2 separate regions of the Mus musculus genome follow, and region 2 is linked to region 1. Evidence: chromatin contacts called from public HiChIP or PLAC-seq data. All regions are on one chromosome and are shown on one strand. The core of a region is the stretch at or near the end of the contact, and the rest is flanking DNA. Distances in the headings are between cores, read along the strand shown.

Region 1 (4,366 bases), core at 983-3,482:
AACCCTGTCTCAAAAACTAATAAATAAATAAGCAAATGATAAGAGATTGTCCCTGAAAGCAATCTCATTCTAAAATATAACTGGGGAAGGGTCACTTACAAAAATATTAGAACAAAACAATTGGCCTCTTTAAGGCTGTCTGGAAGCCCTGAGACTTCCTGGTTTACCCAATGAGGCAAGGCAGTTTCTCAAACACGGGAGAGCCTGGCAAGAGGGACAACTGAAAAGTGAGCAAACACCTCAGCACTAACATGTGTCTGAGAGAATTCTGTAACATCTTGGCACTGACAGAACAAAAACTAATAATCTGTCACCTAAGTACCAGAAAACAAGAAACTGATGGTACCTTTTAGGGTCTCTCAACACTCACTAAGAAATTATGTGCAGTATTTAAAATTTGATTTTTTTAAGCAAATGACCTATCGTTTAGAAACAAATATTTTAAGCAATGCAATGAAGTAGCAAGCCTAGTCTAGTACTTCCTAGCTTTCACACTGTCAAGATCACAGTGGAGTTTGTTTTTACTTTTTCTTTTTAATATCACTAATAGTACTTTTCTTTAAACAAAACAGCATGGTTTAATCTATCTCCATTCACTAAGATGCTCAGGGCTGATAGGTGTTTATTTTTACTACACTGAACAAACCTTCTGTGGACATAAATTTATCTTAAAGCAGTTCACAGACTCAAACTAAACAAATCCCAACTTCAAAAAGCTGTGGCCTTAGACAAGATGAACTCAAGCGTGGAAAGACAAAATACTAGAAGTTCAGAATCCAGTATTTCCAAACCTTCAGATAAAGATCCGCAGCCCCTAGTGTTTTACAAAGTTACAATGAGCAAAGGGTCAAAATGGTTTACTAAAAACCCTGAAGGAAGCTGCTTATCTTAAAAGGAGAGCCACATTAGTAACTTTTACACCAAAGCAAACAGCTCAAGCTACAATCCTACCTTCAGAAGTAACTGGCTTTAAAAACTGAACGCCCAAAAGCCCTCATAAATCATCTTAATAATCCCAGTAATTAATGGGGTGAGCAAAATGATCAAGTGTAACGAAGCGTTATCGTAATTTGCACAATGAAAACGAACAATCCTTCAAAGTTATGGTGGGGATAAAGCCTTCTCTGGTCATCTATGTGGGAGTTCCTCGCGATGTGGGAGGGGAGCTCTTGGGAAGAGGGGTGAGCTTCACTGGAGAAAAGTTACTGGAGTGTTCCTCCCTTAACGTGGGAGTGGTACTGACGAGTCAAACAAATGACCCATGTTTACCCACCGCGTTCGTGAGGACCGAAACTGTAGCACTGTGTAGCTATCTACATGTTTGTCCTACTACCTGCTGAAAGCCCCTTGGAGAGGGAAGCACACCAACACAGGGAGGATCAGAGAGGAAGAACACCCCCTCCTCAAGGGGGAGGAAAACACACACAAGCTCTCACAGAAACAAAAGGCCACAAGGAACCCAGGCGCTTAAAAAGCGATCCGAAACTTCCTGATGGTCACCTCTCCATATTTCAAGGCTTGCAAGATCGCCCACTCCCCCACCACCATGGGGGGCTCGCCCGAGGACCGTGGCCCACCGCCCGCTTTCTAAAGCCTTGTATTGTTCCTCCCTCGGCGCTGCCACGGAAGCTCCAGCCAAGTCCAAGGAGCCCGCGGGACCACAGAATCTCCACTCCGCGGCCACAAGAGAGGACCTGGGGCTGCTCAGATCCATCCAAAAAATAAATAAATAAATGCAGGGGAGGAAGGAAAAAAAAAAAAAAAGAAGCCGAGCCGAACGGCAACACCAACCTCTAGGGACTCCCGGCAGGGCCGAACGGAGGCACGGAGCCGCCGGCAGCCGCGGGCGAGCCGGGCCCCGGCCGCGGCCCGCTCCCCACCCCCTCCTCGCGGATAACAATAGGGCCTCGCTGCCGCCTCCCAAACACGTACGAGCGGAGCGAGCGCGGTGCCTCCGCCAGGCCCGGCGGCGTCTCTAAGCCCTTTCTCGCCCCGCCAACCGCTGCCAAACGCCAATACGAGAGGCGCATCGGCTCGCTGGGGGTTCGGAGCACGGTTTGGGGCCACCGGGGCGCGGATACTCACGGGCGGAGCGGTAGGATGAAGATGGATTCCGGCCCCCCGATCTTCGCTCGCCGGCGCTCTCGCTCCCCCTTACCTTTCACTCCGACAACATGGCGGCCCACTGGGGACTGGGCTGACGCGGTGCATCATGGGAGCGGCGCCGGCGCCGGCCCCAGCTCCGGCGGTGGCAGCGGCGTGTGCGGAGCGGGCGGGCGGGCGGGCGGCTCTGGAACAGGTTGCCCGGTTGCCATGCCAACGGCAGGGCCTGTGTGAACTCGGGGAAACTCGCAGGCCACACAACCGCTGTGCCCGCCCGCTGGGGCGAGCGCGCGCCGCCGCCGCGGAGGGAGCGGGGTGGGAGGCACGGGAGCGCGCACGGAGTGCCCGGGCTGCCGTGGGGGGGAGGGGACGCCAACCTGGGGCTGTGCCTGAACCTTGGCACAGCCTGGCCAGTGTCTGGGTTCGAACCCCTTCTAGCCCTCTGGCTCCTGGCCTTTTTGCATCTTTTCCTGCCTCGTTTCCCCAGTGTAACATACAAAAGAAAAGAGCAACAGAACGACCATGCTGATGGAGGGCAGGACCTCAACCTAATTTGCAGGATCTGGAGCGCAATGACAATGGCAGGACCCTTGTTCAAAGGTCATTAGAAATATCAAGATGGAAACTAAGCAAATTAAGCTGAGAACTAGAAGCCAGAGGTGTTTGCAAGCACTCCATTTCAGTTGATTGGTTGGTTGGTTTAAAGATGCATTTGTATGTGATTACACTGTCCTACCTTCAGACATACCAGAAGAGGGTGTCAGATCCCATTACAGATGGTTGTAAGCCACCATGTGGTTGCTGGGAATTGAACTCAGTACCTCTGGAAGAGCAGTCAGTGCTCTTAACCAATGAGCCCTCTCTCCAGCCCTGGTTTGGTTTTTATTGTGACAGGGTCTTTTGTTGTAGCTCTGGCTGGGCTGCTCTCTAACCTACTGAAATCCACCTGTCTCTGCCTTCAAGAACCGTTCAATTTTTTTTTTTTTTTTTTTTTTTTTTTTTAGGTTTTTTAGGCTTTTTAAATTCTTTTTGATTTTTCAAGACAGAGTTTCTCTGTGTAGCCCTGGCTGTTCTGGAACTCCCATTGTAAACCAGGCTGGCCTCAGAACTCACAGAGATATCCCCACCTCTGCCTCCTGAGTATTGGGATTAACAGCCTATGCCACCACCACCTCGCTTTTTTTTTTATTTCTGTTTTTGAGATAGGGTGTCATAGAGCCAGGCTGCCCTCAAACTCACTGTGTAGCTAAGGATTACCTTGACCCCCTGAGCCTACTTCCATACCTTCCTTCTGTTACTACAGACATACCAAATGTAGGACTTCACATATGCCAGGCAACACCCTACCAAACAACTGAGCTACATCCCCCCCCACCAGGTCTCGATATTCAAACTCAAGAACATACTCTATTCAGAAAGCCAGCTTGTAACCAGACCTGAAATTCCTTAACTGAACCTTCATTTCCCACACTGCTAACAATGCTTTGTGAAATCAAGTAGATAATGCATTTAGCTCCATCAGGCCAAGGCCCTGGACAGTACTGAATAGCCATAGTATGCAAGCACACAGGAGGAAGAAAGATGACAGATATGAGAAAATTACACCTTTTAGCTTCTTACCAGACAACTCTGGGCTCCATGCTTTCGTCCTGAGAGCCATAGTTAATTCTTTACTTTCTTTTTTTTTTTTTTTTTTTTTTTGTTTGTCTGGTTGGTTGATTCAGTTTGGTTTTTTTGGTTTCTCAGGACAGGGTTTCTCAGTAAAGACCTGGCTGTCCTAGAACTTGCTCTGTAGAGCAGGCTGGCCTCAAACTCAGTGGTCCAACTGCCTCTGCCTTCCGAGTGCTAAGATTAAAGATGGTCCCACCGCTGTCCCGCTTAGTTTCCTTAGGTTGAACTTCAGCTTCCGTCATCCATTTGGTAAGACTTTAATGCTGGTTTAGCCATAGACAGGAGATATTCGTCTTGAGGACTCACTAGTCAATCAGATGAGGCAATCCCAGCGGAGTAAACATCACCCATCTCTGATCTTGTTAAAGAAATTTACTTTCAAAGGCTCTAAGACACAAACCCAACCCCAGAATAACCCTATCAGAGCACAGCCTCCAGCAGACTCTTGAGACCACTGTTATCAAGTGTTTACCAGTGTGACATATGCTGCCCTCAGACTCTTACTCATTATCCAACTTAAAATTTCCAAACTAGGGCTGCAGAGATGGCTCAGTGGTTAAGAGCACTGACTGCTCTTTTAAAAAAAATTTCT
Region 2 (4,366 bases), core at 1,287-3,786, 56 kb before region 1:
ATCTCTCTCTCTGGCATAAAGTACCAGGCCCCACCTCCTAAAAGTAATCCTGATTTCAAACCAAAACTCCTGAAGTGTTTATAGCACCAAAAGGAACTCAGGGAAGCATGGGAAGGGAAGGCCAAGAGCTAAATCCTATTATTCAAGCTGTGTCAAGGAAATCCCAATGACAATATAAAACTACTGCTTCCTCATGAGACACCTTCACTTAAAGAGTTAACATCTGGACTGCCAGCTGTCACATCCAAGAACTTCTGTGTACCTGCTGTGAGTTCTATATAATCACTGTGCCACAAATATAATCACTGGCCACTCAGCTTACTAGACTAAAGACCCAGCTGCCCTACTAGACACAGATGGCTCGCTGTCCTTGTTCTCCAAACTTAACATTGACCTTCTTTTGTTTTTAAAAGAATGACTGGGACAGCCCCCCTTTCCCAATGTTGCATGCATATCATGGGAACTAGAGTGATTCAGATTTCCCATAAACACAGTTTTCTCTGTGTGACATCCTAACTGCAGTAAAGCAAGACCAGCAGCAGAGCAAGCCCAGGTTAACATCAGCAGAACACACCACCAGTGCTGACCAGCAGTTTTCTGACTGGCAGGCCTTCATCAGCCAAAAGCACCTGCCAACACCCTGGCTTAACATCCATCAGTATTCTTCTATCAACCTACAGATGGCACAGACGTCAAACTATTGAATAACATTTTATTCTCCACGGATATCCTCTTAAGAAAGAAGATACTGAGACTTAACCATCTGACTGTAGGAGTCCTGCTTCCTAAAGAAACATCTGGCCTGAGGCTCAATACAATGAAGATCTAAAAATCACATTTCCCAAAACAACTAAGTATGGGACTCTCCTTGGGCAGGGCTTTATCATAAAAACTGTCCTAAAAGTGACAGTAATAATCCCAATTCTTCTGTTTTATCTCCTTTTAATTCAAATTACTTTTCTGCCTCCTACAACCTTCACAGTAGTCCAGATGTGTGCCTGTGCCTAATGTCAACAAACTAGAAACTGGTCAGAGAATTCACAGCCATTGTTATCAAGGCTCCTGGCCACCATACCAGCAACTCATTAATGAAGCACACTAGTTTTTCTCTAGCAAATAACTTAAAGTGGAGGCAGTATTTATAAGGCAGTACTTTCTCTTAAGAAATCAAATAAAAGTGTGAAGAAGGAAGAAAATAGAATTCCACTGCTCTCTTGAGAAGACAGGCAAACAGCAATCCTTTGGCTTGCTCCCATTCCTCATAACCAAAGTATAAATCTTGTCTGCCCCAAAGAAGCCCCATGAGAAGAGCACAAAAGCAGTTCCCTTTTGATTTACAGGCCATTATGTCTGAACTAAGTCAAAAGATCCAGAAGCATTCCGGTCAGCTCTGACAAGGCTAGCCCTCAAGAACATGCTTAATATTAATACACAGAGAGAGCAGGCTAACACCGACTACTGTAACCAAACAGTTTTCGGAGACAGAAGGGTAGCGCCTAGGTAACAAATGCAGCACATAAAGAAGCGCATGTGTAGGTGAAACCAAGTGTATGATGATAAGGGGGAAGAAGGTATCTCAAACATTTGCCACCGGGTTCTTTTAGGCCACAACGACATCCGGGAAAAGGACTAAAAGGGTACAGAACAAACCAAGTTAGGCATGAAAGGCAGGCAGATAGCTGCAACATACATCAGCCAGAGAATACAAAAGGAGATTCAAGTAGATATATTTCCCAAGATTCCTTTATCTATAAAGCTGATAATATAGAGAATGTGCTTCAAGAAAGGCGGTGACAAAGCTTCAGAAAGAATGCTAAGATTCAGCAGCAAGAGGCAGTAGGCAAGGAGACTGCTTTGGCTGCCATTCAGCCAGAATTTATATGTGGGGTTAGTGGCAATGAATTAAAACCAAACCAGAAAACAAAGACAAAACAAAACAAAACAAAACAAAACAAAAAAAAAAAAAAAGCAAGCTCCCCAACAGCATAGGCATAGGAAACAAAGCTGCTCAATTGCGGCCACCATAAAATTCACATCTAGCCTGCAAAAACCAAGACTGAGCCACATGCCTTGTCCTCTGTAAGGTTCTGAGGTAGTGGCCGGGCAATCACTCCTCTAAGACAGCACCTCATGCAGATACCCAACTTGTCCTTCTCTCTTGAGCTTTGTTTTAGTGAAGAATGCCTTCTTGTTAACTCATTAACTGAGGCTTTGATTGTAGTGCTTCCCTCACCTGGCCCTCCGCCCCCCTGCCGCCCACAGAAACCCAAGCCCTGACTTTTCCATCTTTGAAGTGCAGTTTGCCTGTCCTGTCATGCTTGGTGAGCTCCATGTATGCTACAATGGGAGTGTTCTAAAACACCCTCTAACACTGCGAGCACCTAGGAAACTCAACAGGCACATTTGCTTTGGGGGAAAGGGGAAGAAAGAGACAGGAACAAGTTCCTCAAGCCAACTTACAAATCCTCCTTTTCTTAGACAGGAGTCGCCCGGGGATGAGCTCAACACATACTCCACCATGCTAACGCCTAGTCCCCCACTCTCCGACCGTGGGGACAGTACAGAATTGACCTCACTGTTCACATGGAAACTCTGACCAGGTCTTCTCTGCACCATGATTGGCTGGGAAACTGAATGATCTACAAAAAAGATACACAAGTGTGACACAGTGCAGCCAGAAGCCCAAACAAATTATGAGTGATGTCTCGTGATAAACCAATGTCTGGGAATCAGGAGACCCACCATGGTCAGCTGAGCCAAGGTCTCCCCTTGGGTCTTTCAATAAGCACTGGTATTCTACATAGGCTAAGGACACAGAACATACCCCTCCTATATCTAGGAGAGCAAGGGAGTACAGCCGATCACATTGCTAAGTAGAAAAGTCAATGGTCACCTCTTTCGAATTGCAGAAATTCTTTTGTTCTTTTTTTCCTTATCTTTTTTTTGGGGGGGGGACAACAAATCGTTCTGAGGACTCCAGTTTGCACCGTCCTGAATACAGTTTATCCAGTGTTGGGTTTTCTGTTTTCCCCATCCCTAGAAGCTGTGGCTTCTTTCTGCTGTTGGTGTCTCTGCCTCTACCAGCTCTCCCCAACCCTCTTCAGTGGCAGTCTATCACAAGAGTGTCTGTGCCGGGTGAGTTCATTTGACCTCAGGCACATTTAAAGATAACTACGGCATATATAGCATAAAACATCAAGAGAAAAAGAAAAAAAGAATAATGAAGTTCAAAGTATGGGTTTGGATTTTCCAATTCCAGGCAAGCTGACAGCAGCACAGAGGGAAACGCAGCTAAAATCATGATCACTTCAAATGAGTCCCTTCTTCTTTGACTAGCACTTGAGAAAATATTGAAGATTTGATTTTGTGTAATTATTTTTAATATACTACATCATCTAAGCTCCTTAGTGGCAATTATACTACTATAGGACAGGACATTTGCTCGGCGTGCTTCTGCCACTGATCTGAAATTCATGACTTGGCCAAGTGCTGAGGAAGGGAGCTCTAAGACAGGCATAAATCACAGTAGAGAGGCTAGAGCTAGATTACCTGATGTTCCCCAGGCACTGTCTCGCCATTGATCACCCAGGAATATTCCTTTTGGTCCATCTTTGCTGGATTCATCTGTTTCCCAAAACTTTTTACCTGGCAAGAGCTGCTGCAAATTAAAAATAATAGATGCTTTTAAAGAATTCATAAAGGATGAGAGTACAGCAGTCAACACTTTCTTTAGACAAGAGTACTGAAGATGTTCAAAGACCCTGAGGGTCTCAATCAAAGTGTTTTGGCTACACAGCTATGATCAGAACACTATTCTTCTTTGGTAAAGGACACAGAAATGCCTAAAGCAGGGGGACACTAATCATCAATATCTAAAATTGTTCACTTAATTGTTGTGAAGATTTTTGAGGAGGTAAGAGTACAAACATGGCCCTACTACAGCTAACTGCTTGCTCCGAGGGCTCTACCTGCGAGAGTGCCTACCACAGTTAACACTGTCCGCACAAGCACTGACTGAGCACAGTTACTCAAGCAGGAGCACAAACACAGCTAGGAGCCCCAGCTACAGAATATTAGACACCACTTCTATTAACTAACTCTGCACCACATCCACCTTTTCTAAGATTTTAAGAGAAAAAAAAAAACATTCATCTACTTTCAGAAGGAAAATCAAATTTCTTGACCTCTGTTAGGTTTAATAATACTTCAAAGAAACAGTGGCTGTAGTTACAGAGGAAAGTTCCTGAAGACTGCCATAATTCTTGGTGTGTTCATCAATTTTAATAAAATGTCTCCCTCTTGTTTCCTCTAGTTGTTTTTTTTTTAATATCTACTATTCCTCAGACAGGATTTCAGAAGTTTAAGA

What was found. HiChIP or PLAC-seq counts read pairs in DNA pulled down with a chosen protein or histone mark.
Region 2: an H3K27ac HiChIP or PLAC-seq map of extraembryonic endoderm stem cells shows a contact between it and region 1. The contact joins the enhancer-like site here to the promoter of Pum1 in region 1. A contact is called at or near these places in 9 of 39 promoter capture datasets (the 3T3-L1 cell line, 3T3-L1-derived adipocytes, cranial neural crest and 5 more), 2 of 15 datasets of contacts at CTCF or cohesin (CD8 T cells and the NIH/3T3 cell line), 13 of 484 Hi-C or Micro-C datasets (the C2C12 cell line, the G1E-ER4 cell line, erythroblasts and 7 more), 14 of 115 datasets of contacts at active chromatin or transcription factors (the HPC-7 cell line, the SCID.adh cell line, bone marrow-derived macrophages and 9 more) and 1 of 9 other capture datasets (pancreatic islet).

The regions. Positions count from the first base shown.
Region 1 is chr4:130,661,187-130,665,552 of GRCm38.p6, reverse strand. Pum1 (pumilio RNA-binding family member 1) reads right to left here and starts at 2,232. Exons shown (of 22, transcript NM_030722.3): 1 at 2,086-2,232.
Region 2 is chr4:130,717,446-130,721,811 of GRCm38.p6, reverse strand. Pum1 (pumilio RNA-binding family member 1) reads right to left here. Exons shown (of 22, transcript NM_030722.3): 4 at 3,550-3,658; 5 at 2,461-2,639. Among named protein-coding and RNA genes, the nearest start is that of Snord85, 30 kb to the left of the region's middle. Within about 2 kb of position 2,536, at least 8 of the 459 cell types and tissues checked have an H3K27ac peak or open chromatin away from gene starts, as enhancers often do. A contact at or near this core is called in extraembryonic endoderm stem cells, where this site is marked.